2 separate regions of the Capra hircus genome follow, and region 1 is linked to region 2. Evidence: chromatin contacts called from public Hi-C data. All regions are on one chromosome and are shown on one strand. Each heading gives the region's core, a stretch centred on a gene start, on an enhancer-like site or on the middle of the called end of the contact. The rest is flanking DNA. Distances are from core to core; before and after follow the strand shown. Region 1 holds the start of PTEN (phosphatidylinositol 3,4,5-trisphosphate 3-phosphatase and dual-specificity protein phosphatase PTEN). Region 2 overlaps RNLS (renalase).

Region 1 (4,713 bases), core at 696-3,195, 550 kb after region 2:
CTCTGCAATCACCATTTGCTACACACAATACCCTTGAACCTACATAACATTATCATCTGAGATCAAAAACCACTCAATCTCCATTCTATTACCTGTCAGAAGAGCACTGAATCTACAATGCTACTGAACTGTACATTTCATGTCCTATTCTCCATCATCTTAGAGACCATAAAAAAAAAGCAAATTTAACAAAATCTACTAAGAGCGTCTTTGAGAAGTATCAAAGACTATTGATTTCAAACTACAAAACTTCTAAACGCGGTTCAAAGTTGTAATTAACTTAGTTTTAACACAGAAACCTACTTTTGCCTTCAAATGAGCACCATATATGCTAAAATGATTCTCTCTAAAGTTATGCAAATCAGTTCACAACTCACATTTTAAAAGAATCTATCAATGCAACCCAGGAAACTAAAAACAATCACTGCATGATTCTGATGCAATAAGCCGTACGTGCAACACTAATTTTCCTTTTAATCTGATCTATACCCTTGATCTAGGGCCTAAAGCCAAGATTTAATCGAAATATGCTCAAGCTCAAAGCACCTACTTTTCTGTTCATTTAGTAGACCGGATTACCGAGCTCACTAATCCACTAACAGTGTACTGGATTCTGCGGACAATAGCCCTTAGAAAGAGACCCATCGGTGCCTTGACACTTGCAACCAGGCAAGAGTTCCGTCTAGCCGAACACACCCTAGGCTGAATGCATTCAAAAAAGACACAAAATATACATCTAGAAATCCGACCGGGGTTAAATGTCACCCACACTATGGACATTTTTTCGCATCCGTCTATTCCCACGTTATCAGAGAGAGTGACAGAAAGGCAAAGAGGAGCAGCAGCCACAGAAATGGATACAGGTCAAGTCTAAGTCGAATCCATCCTCTTGATATCTCCTTTTGTTTCTGCTAACGATCTCTTTGATGATGGCTGTCATGTCTGGGAGCCTGTGGCTGAAGAAAAAGGAGGAGAGAGATGGCAGAAGCTGCTGGTGGCGGGGCTTCTTCTGCAGGATGGAAATGGCTCTGGACTTGGCGGTGGCTGATGCCCCTCGCTCTGCTGCCGCTTGGCTCTGGACCGCAGCCGGGTAATGGCTGCTGCGGCGGCTGCTGGATGGTTGCAGCGACTGGGCCTGCTTCTCCTCAGCAGCCAGGGGTCTGGCAGCGGCGGCAGCGGAATGGGGAGAAGAATAATCCTCGGAACGGCTGCCTCCTCCGGCGGCCTCCGGAGCCCGGGCCAGGGGGGGTGCGGCGGCGGCGGAGGGGAGGTTTAAAACCGGCCCGGGTCCCTGGATGTGCCGCCGCCGCCGCCGCCGTGTTGGAGGCAGTAGAAGGGGAGAGACCAACTCTCCGGCGTTCCCAGCCCTGGAAATGGTGACAGGCGACTCCGACCCCCTCCCCGGAGCTGCGGCCGCCGCCGCCGCCGCTTCTCCCCCCCGCTCCAGGAGCGGGAGGTGCCGCCGCCGCGCCTCAGCCGGCTCCCGCCCGAGCCCACGGCTTCCACCTTCCCTTTCAGGAGAAGCCGAGAAAGAGGCTGCACGGTTAGAAAAGACGAAGAGGGGGCGAGAAACGCCGCCGCTGCCGCCGCCGCCGGCCGGCCGGCTCCCCGAGGGCGCTGCCCCCGCGGCTGCTCACAGGCGCTGAGAGGGGCTCTGGGCTGCGGCCGCCGCCGTCTCTCATCTCCCTCGCCTGAGCCCGGCCTCGCCTCGCAGCGGCTCAACTCTCAAACTTCCATCATGGCTGCAGCTTCCGAGAGGAGAGATCTGAGCGCAGCCGCGTCCCGGCGCCCGAGCGCGTATCCTGCCGCAGTGCACAAAGAGTCCCGCCACATCACCGCCCGCCGGCCTGCCCGCCCCCTCCGCCGCCGCCGCGCCGGGAGTCCGGGCGCCTCGGGAGCCCGAGGGGAGGAGGGAGGCGTACCCGACCGCGCCAAGGGAGGGAAGGGCAGGGCCGAGACTGTAGGGAGGCGGCAGAAGGTGCAGCTCCGGGTCCCCAACCTGCAGGCGCACTGAGCATGCCCAGTATGACTGCCTAATGCTAGATCGGGCTTGTTGCGAGGCGCCCGCCTGTAACTGCACTTGCCGCGGCTTCTTCTGCAGCAACGCAGGGTGGGGGGAACGAGCTGAGCCACGGCCGGTGCCGTAAACTATTGCGAAGGTGGGCAGGCGGGGACGGGCAGCGGGGGGAGGGAAGGGGAGCGGTGAAGGTTGAAGCAGGTTTATTCCTCTGTGTCACTGACTTGAGGGTGAGACTACCTGCGCACAGGTGGAAAAGACCAGGTGACCGCGCTGGTCAGTGTTCAGGGAAACGCAGGGACGGCCCGTGCAGCGAGGACACCCTTCCCCCCACGCCCAGACTTCCCCGGCACGGCCTGCAGCCTGCCTCTGCTTTTGTACCTATGTCGGATCATAAGCGTTCGCGGGGATTTGACTGCAGGAGCCTCCGCCAAGAAGTCCCACCTCTCCACCCATCCCCGCCCGTGTCCTCAAGGTGTCAGTCTTAGTACAAAGAACAACCCCCTATTGTGTCTCCAGTGTGTATCACCTCACCCGGCTCCCTTTCACCGCCCCACCTCCCGCTCCCCCGGCTACTCGATTCATTTGCCCTAAAAATGAAAGCTCCTAGCAGAGCGCGCTGAGTGTGAGCACATCGCCCCTGAATTTCTAGATCCCCAAAGGCAACTGTCCAGGTGGGCTGAAAGCGGATCCCCGAAGATGGAATGCGCCCTGCATTCCCCCTGGAGAGCCGAGAATCTCTCCCCTGGGGTTTCCAGCTGAGTTCACCACTCCAATTCAAGCTCGATCCTTAGAGGCTCCTCGACCCGCCCCTTTTGGACCGCTGTGAAAACCTCGCTGGGTGAATCGCCCCGGAGCCAGGTTCTGCGCTCCCCCTAGCTGGGGAGTGCGCGCCGCAGACCCCTGTTGCAGCGCGGGAGGGCGAAGTACGTGATTGTAGGAAGCTGCAGCCCCTGTGAGTGGGCGGAGCCGAGGAGGGTTCAAAAGGAGGTGGAGGGATACGCGGGCCACGGTCGGAACTACTTTCAGGAGGAGGTCACGTGTACTTCTAGTTGGGGAACTTTCCAAATTCCCACTCCCATATGATAGCTGTAGAGGCAAATGCTTCGCTTCTTTTGCCCAGAGTGCTCCCGCCTTGCACCGGCAGCGGGACCCCAAAGCCTCCCGGGTCTCGGTGGAAGAACAGGCTCAGACGAGCCTCCTACTGGAGCGCTGTCGGGGCTGGCGCCGGAGGAGCTGGTTACACAAGCACCCACATCCAAGCACGTGCCCCCGCCTTCCCTCACCTTGGCTGCTGCCGCTGATTCTTACAGATCTCGGAGCGAGGGTTCCCAAGCTGGTCGCACCCTTTGCCCGCTACCCACAGAGCAAGCTAGAGGACCGAAACCTGAGACTCCGAGCTCTGGAATCACTGGCTCTGCCTTCCCAACCGTGGGAGAAGGGACTAGATTTCAGGGGTCTGTCGCATCTTTCTCGCTAGCGCCCTGCCCCCTTAGGGCGTAACTTTTCTGGTGCTGTACTCGCGGGGCAAAAGGGTATCTCCTGCAGCAGCCCGCTGCGTGAATTCAACGACGTTGCGACAAACTTTCAGTCAATACTTTCGGGCTGATGAGCGCGCCCCACCTACTGTAGACTCAGCCAAGTGACTTATCTGGTCGGAGAACCTAGTCCATGGCCTTCAGCCCAGAACAACCTTGTCAAGTCTGCTTACAGTTTGGATTGGTTGACCTAAACCGCGAAAGAGCTGGTTCAGAAACGCTGAGAACTAGAGTGCATTTACCCCAACATTGATCGGCCTGTAAAGTGAGTTGTCCACCGTCTGCTTGGAGAGAAAGAGGGCATCAACACCAACCTAGGAATTCTTTCTTTCCCCTGGGAAGTAAAACTCAAGGAGAATTTGAGTCCAAAAGAATTTAAGCTGATACCCAGGTTGAGGCACTGGTAGTTTTTTTAGATCTTGAGAATGGGATCAGTTTGCATGTGTATTGCAGTAATTGTGAATATGTGGCTAGGGAAGGTCTAAAGAGAATTTACTCAGTGTATGACAAAGAAAGTGATACATGAGCACATCATAGTTGCAGGCAGCCCCTGAAGACTAGAAACCTCAAGAGAGCTTGCTTAGACGCCACAGACCATTACCTAACTCCAGCACTACTAATTAAACCAGGGATATTTACACTGCTCTTAAGAGATCTCTGAGGCTTCATGAAACTTTGAATTTATATGCAACGTCCTTCTAAGATAGCCCTACAGGAGTTGCTGCTACTGCTGCTAAGTCACTTCAGTCGTGTCCGACTCTGTGCGACCCCATAGACGGCAGCCCACCAGGTTCCGCTGTCCCTGGGATAGCCACCTGCTGAATCTTCAGTGTTGATATTTATTGAAGCCTGGTTTTGTGCATGGTCCTGGTCAGCTTGGGGGAAGGAGGGGCCACAAGTGAAAAAAGAAATGGAGAGCAACCTAGGAAGAACAGGAGAAAGGCCTCCATTTGGTTTCCAAAGATGAAAGCCCTGTCCACACAGCCTAATGTAAACCAGAGATTTCTCTATTTTATAAATAAAAACAAGAAGTCTGTGATTTTTAGATGTTCCACTAGATTGCATGGCAAGATCCTGAGAGTGGCATTCAATTGATTATCAACTACTGCTTGGTGAGGAAAGGGAAAATGAAGATAAAGTTAAATGAAGGCAAGTGAT
Region 2 (4,731 bases), core at 365-2,864:
CTTTCTGTTTCTTCCTCTCCCTCTCCTTTACCCTTCCTCCCCCTCCCTTCTCCTGTCCTTCCTCTGCATCCCTCTCCCCATTCCCTGTTCAGAGTTTGGAGCAATTCCAAATACTTAAGCCTCCCGGAAGTTTGGGTTATGGATAAGCAAGATTTGACTGTATTTTTTCCCTTGAGAAATAGAGAACAACCATTCCATGTTCAATATTATAGCAAGTATTTTAGCAGCTTAATGTCCCTTGGCTGCATACAATTTAGTTTTGTTTATGGGGTTTTTGGTGTACAAATCAATTTTAATTCAGATAGATTAGAGCATAAACTGGCATTAAATTTGGAAATGAAACATCATACCTCTTGAACCTCATTGGGCTTCACAAAATGCATTCAGAATATTTTAAAGCTCTTCCAGTTTTTAACTGATGACAGAAGATGATAAACACATTGTGCTTATCATGCTCCTGTTTCTTCAACTGTCAGTGCTGGGGTTGTTGAAGAAAACCACTGTGGATAGCAGTAATTTGGGAACTAATACCTAATGGCTAAGTGGGTGTTCTCTCACTCACTTCCTGTTTATCTTTGGAAGCTAATTAACATGGGAATAATAGCTAGAAACCCTGCCTTTTTAGAGGACCCGCAGGTCCATCTTTAAATGCGTATAGCTGGGATGTTAAGAAGATTCCCTTAACACAGAACAGCTCTGCTTTCTAAAACCATAAAGGCGTTTGATAAGGAAAAATAACTAACAAGTGATGTCTTTCTCATAACCTTTGCTACCTACTTAAAAACTGACACAGTACAAGAATTTGCAGCTTAAAATGACCAGAGAAGTGGCAGAGAGCCAGAATTCTGTCAGAGATGGCTTAGAAAAGCTTAATGATTAACAAATGGGTCACTGCCTTCAGGCTCTGACCTTTAGAACTAACCAGTTTTAGCCTTTTGGTTCGGTTTCTTCAAATCATTCTGTATCAAGGCAAAAACATCCCCTAATGGCATAGAACCACCCATCCAAAAAGGAATTCTTAGGCAGCCCACATGTTTGGTGAGTAGCTCTTCTGATAGCAAGTAGTTGGTCCTGAGCACAGCATTAACAACTGGTAAAACGTATTTTTGGTTAGAGTTTAGGGAAGGCCCTAAGCACTACCACATATCCTGCAGGTGAAATGTACGAAATTCGGTTAACATGGTAACGGCTCTAAAAATACCTAGGCTACAGTTTAACCACAGAGTTTCCTCCTTAACGTAAAAGAGCCACCGTCAGGAGCTGTTCGAAAGTGCAACAAAAGCAATCTCTGTCGGACTTTGTGCAAGCAGGCTATTAAATCAGACCTGGCAATGACAATCTGCAGCCACCCTGCATCAAAGTAATAATTACGGTTTTGCAGACCAGGACAGCCAAGCACAACCCAGCTCAGAAAAAAATGTTAAATTGATAAGCCTTTTCTTTTCCTCCTCCAACCCATTTTTTCTCTCCCTCACCCCACCCCCACCTCCAGGTGGACTAAGCAGGGCGTGGCATGGGTGCAGAGACAAAGAGTCACCACACTGTAACCACAGGGCCCCACCCGGAGGGAAGCCTGGGGCAGAGGGACCCAAGGGACAAGGGGCTGACTGCCCTGGTTTTCCCAGCAGCCTCTGCACCAGGCTCCCACAGAGGGTACACAGAATCCCTCACACCGGGCAAGGGGGTGGTTCCCATCTGGGCCCTTTGCTTGGCAAAGACAGAGAGGGTGGGATCAACCTTTTCCTTGAAACTTTTGCAGTTTGAGTTGGAAACACAGTTGTTATTCAGTTGCTCAGTTATGTCCAACTCTCTGTGACCCCATGGACTGCAGCACACCAGGCTTCCCTGTCCTTCACGATCTCCTGGAGTTTGCTCAGATTCATGTCGGTTGAGTTGATGATTCCATGTAACCATCTTATCCTCTGCTGCCCTCTTCTTTTGCCTTCAGTCTTTCCCAGCATCAGGTCTTTTCCTATGAGTCAGCTCTTCACATCAGATAACCAAAGTATTCGGGTTTCAGCTTCAGCTTTAGTCTTTCCAATGAATATTCAGGAAACAGAGTAGGCTCTTTTGAATTCTGAAGGTGGTTGGCTGTGCAGGGTAAGAGGTTTCTTACCTAATTCAGTCATGTCCAGCCTGCCAGATTTTGTAAATAAGAATACCTGGCACCCAGTTACATTTGAATTTTAGATAAACGATGAATAATTTATTTAGCATAAGTATGACTCATGCAATACTTGGGATATACCTATGCTTAAAAAAAAAAATAGTGTTCAGCTGAAATTCACATTTATCTGATTGTCCTGTATTTTTTCTGGCAGCTCTAATAAGGTCCTTAATATTTTTCCTTCCTAATAGTCTCCCTAACCTCTAATACCCAATCAATAAGATGGGATTTGTTTGTTTGGAGTTGTTCACTTTGGTTGGTTTTTTAATCCTCATATCGTGTCCTACTCTTTGCGACCCCATGGACTGTAACCCACCAGGCTCCTCCCTCCATGGGATTCTCCAGGCAAGAATACTGGAGTGGGTTGCCATTTCCTTCTCCAGGGGATCTTCCCAGCCCAGAGATTGAACCTGGGTCTCCCGCATTGCAGGCAGACACTTTAACCTCTGAGCCACCAGGGAAGCCAAAAGATAAGCTACTTATAATTAACATTTTATAAAAGAGAATACTGATGATCGAAGAGGTTGAGTGACTTGACCAAGATCACACAGCTAACAAGTAGCAAAGCTTATAATAAACCAGTTGAGTATGATCCCAACTGACTTTCTCAACTACTTTAGTATGTCCAATTGTTTCTATTATTTAGTTGCTAAGTCCTGTCCAGCTCTTGTGACACCCTGGACTGTAGCCTACCGGGCTCCTCTGTCCATGGGATTTTCCAGGCAAGAATACTGGAGTGGGTTGCCATTTTCTCCTCCAGGGGATTTTCCTGATCCAGGGATCAAACTCAAGTCTCCCACGTCTCATCTCCTGTACTGCAGAAAGATTCTTTACTGCTGAGCCACTGGGGAAGCCCTATGATATAGGTGATACTATAATAAAATGAAGATTCATTTTACAGATTTAGGAACTGAGGTTTGGATACATTAGGTAATTTCCTCCAAGATCACACAGGCTAGGCTTTGTAGCCAGAAACACAAAATTTAAATCATGGCTAATTTATTTATTAGCATACAACGTTAGGAAAGGCTCCATAGCATAAATTGGAAATGTTAATACCTCTCTCACAAGGAAAAAGCTATGTACATGGTAAGCACTCAACACACATGCACTTATAAAATGATTCTGAGAATTATCTTTACTTGGCACCTGTGACAAGAGACATAAGAGAATATTTTAGGTCAGGGATTGGCAACATTTTTCTATAAGAGCTAGAGAGTAAATATATTGGTCTTTGTAGGACAAGAGTCAGAATCAAGGATATTATTTAGGCAGTTACATAACAGGAGAGAGAACAAAGTCCCACAAATCTTTTTGTAAAGAATCACAAATTTAATAATAATAATAATAACTGAGTACAGTTTTCCATAATATAGGTCTCCTAATGAGAAGAAGGGAATTCTTTTATTGTGGAGGAGAGATAACATTTCTCTTAATTGGGGTTCAAAGTTAGTGTTTCCTGTCATCAAAATCAGTTGCACATGTCCATCTGTTAATGCTGATTCATAATGAGATTTTACATATTTCATTTTTGAAAAATGTCCTTTCATACAGATAGGTACTGCCAAATACTAATATCTGTCCATGAGCATATGATTTTAATTGAGCACATTCATTGCTTGGAAGGCATTTAAAGAATTCTGCCCGATTCGTCTCCTGATATTTGCCTTTTAGCATGTCATTAAATTAATTACTTCCAATTGAAGGGTAGGTGGAAGCTCCTCAATTGCACAGTTAAATAGATTTTGAAATATGGAAATTTCATTTGGACTTGGCATCAAGGTCCAAAAAAAATGCTGCTGGAACTGTAGTTTGAACTCAGAAAATGTATCTGGTGCATAATTGTGTGGAAATGGAGGCCTTGCTTCTTTTAACTTTTTATAGCACAGGAAATGTATAAAACAGCTTGACATTGCGTGTGATTCAAGCAACATTAATTGTCATTGAAATGACTACAGTATAAATTTTACTTTTAAGTATTATTTTGCCTTATAATTTTAGGTTGTATTTGTTAACAAGCATTATCAATTCTGCAACAAAAGCTTTTTTCCAAGTCCATTCAACATCCAATGATAGTAGTTCATGGTAGCACATACCATTTATAAAAATTTCAACCTTGACCCTCAAGAAAAAAAAATCACAAAAATTATTACTGTTACTTAGTAATTATTCTGTATATAATATCCTGACAATTACTTACAGAACTTAAAATTGTTAAGTCTACAAAAATAAATGAAGCTCCCCATTAACACTGTTTCAATTATACATGATTCATTTAAATATTTTCCACAGACCACCTGCTTGTGAATATAGGCTTAAAATGCCTTACAAGTTCATAAGCTTTGTAAATTTGTGTAACTAAGCCTTTTTTTCTGCTTAATCTTACCACTATCATTTGGAACGCATCTTAGAAGAGTCCCCTTCAGGTTGTACTGAGTTAGTGTTCTCTCAATTTCTTCAAAAATATACTTGTTTATAGTTTTTACAAACAGACTGTAGAAGATAATTCTTCAGTCTCTTTTAAAGGCAGGATAGTGAGCAGTATCAGTAACATCTGTCAATTC

What was found. A called contact is a pair of places that touch in the nucleus more often than the background predicts.
Region 1: a contact with region 2 is called in a Hi-C map of liver, with 7 times the contacts expected there. The contact joins the promoter of PTEN here to the enhancer-like site in region 2. A contact is called at or near these places in 2 of 5 Hi-C or Micro-C datasets (blood and liver).

What each region holds. Positions count from the first base shown.
Region 1 is chr26:41,986,831-41,991,543 of ARS1.2, forward strand. It overlaps PTEN (phosphatidylinositol 3,4,5-trisphosphate 3-phosphatase and dual-specificity protein phosphatase PTEN), which reads right to left and starts at 1,946. Exons shown (of 9, transcript XM_005698175.3): 1 at 862-1,946. The coding sequence starts at 940.
Region 2 is chr26:41,438,682-41,443,412 of ARS1.2, forward strand. The region is part of intron 3 of RNLS (renalase); the gene reads left to right. Among named protein-coding and RNA genes, the nearest start is that of RNLS, 190 kb to the left of the region's middle. Within about 2 kb of position 1,615, at least 1 of the 5 cell types and tissues checked has an H3K27ac peak or open chromatin away from gene starts, as enhancers often do.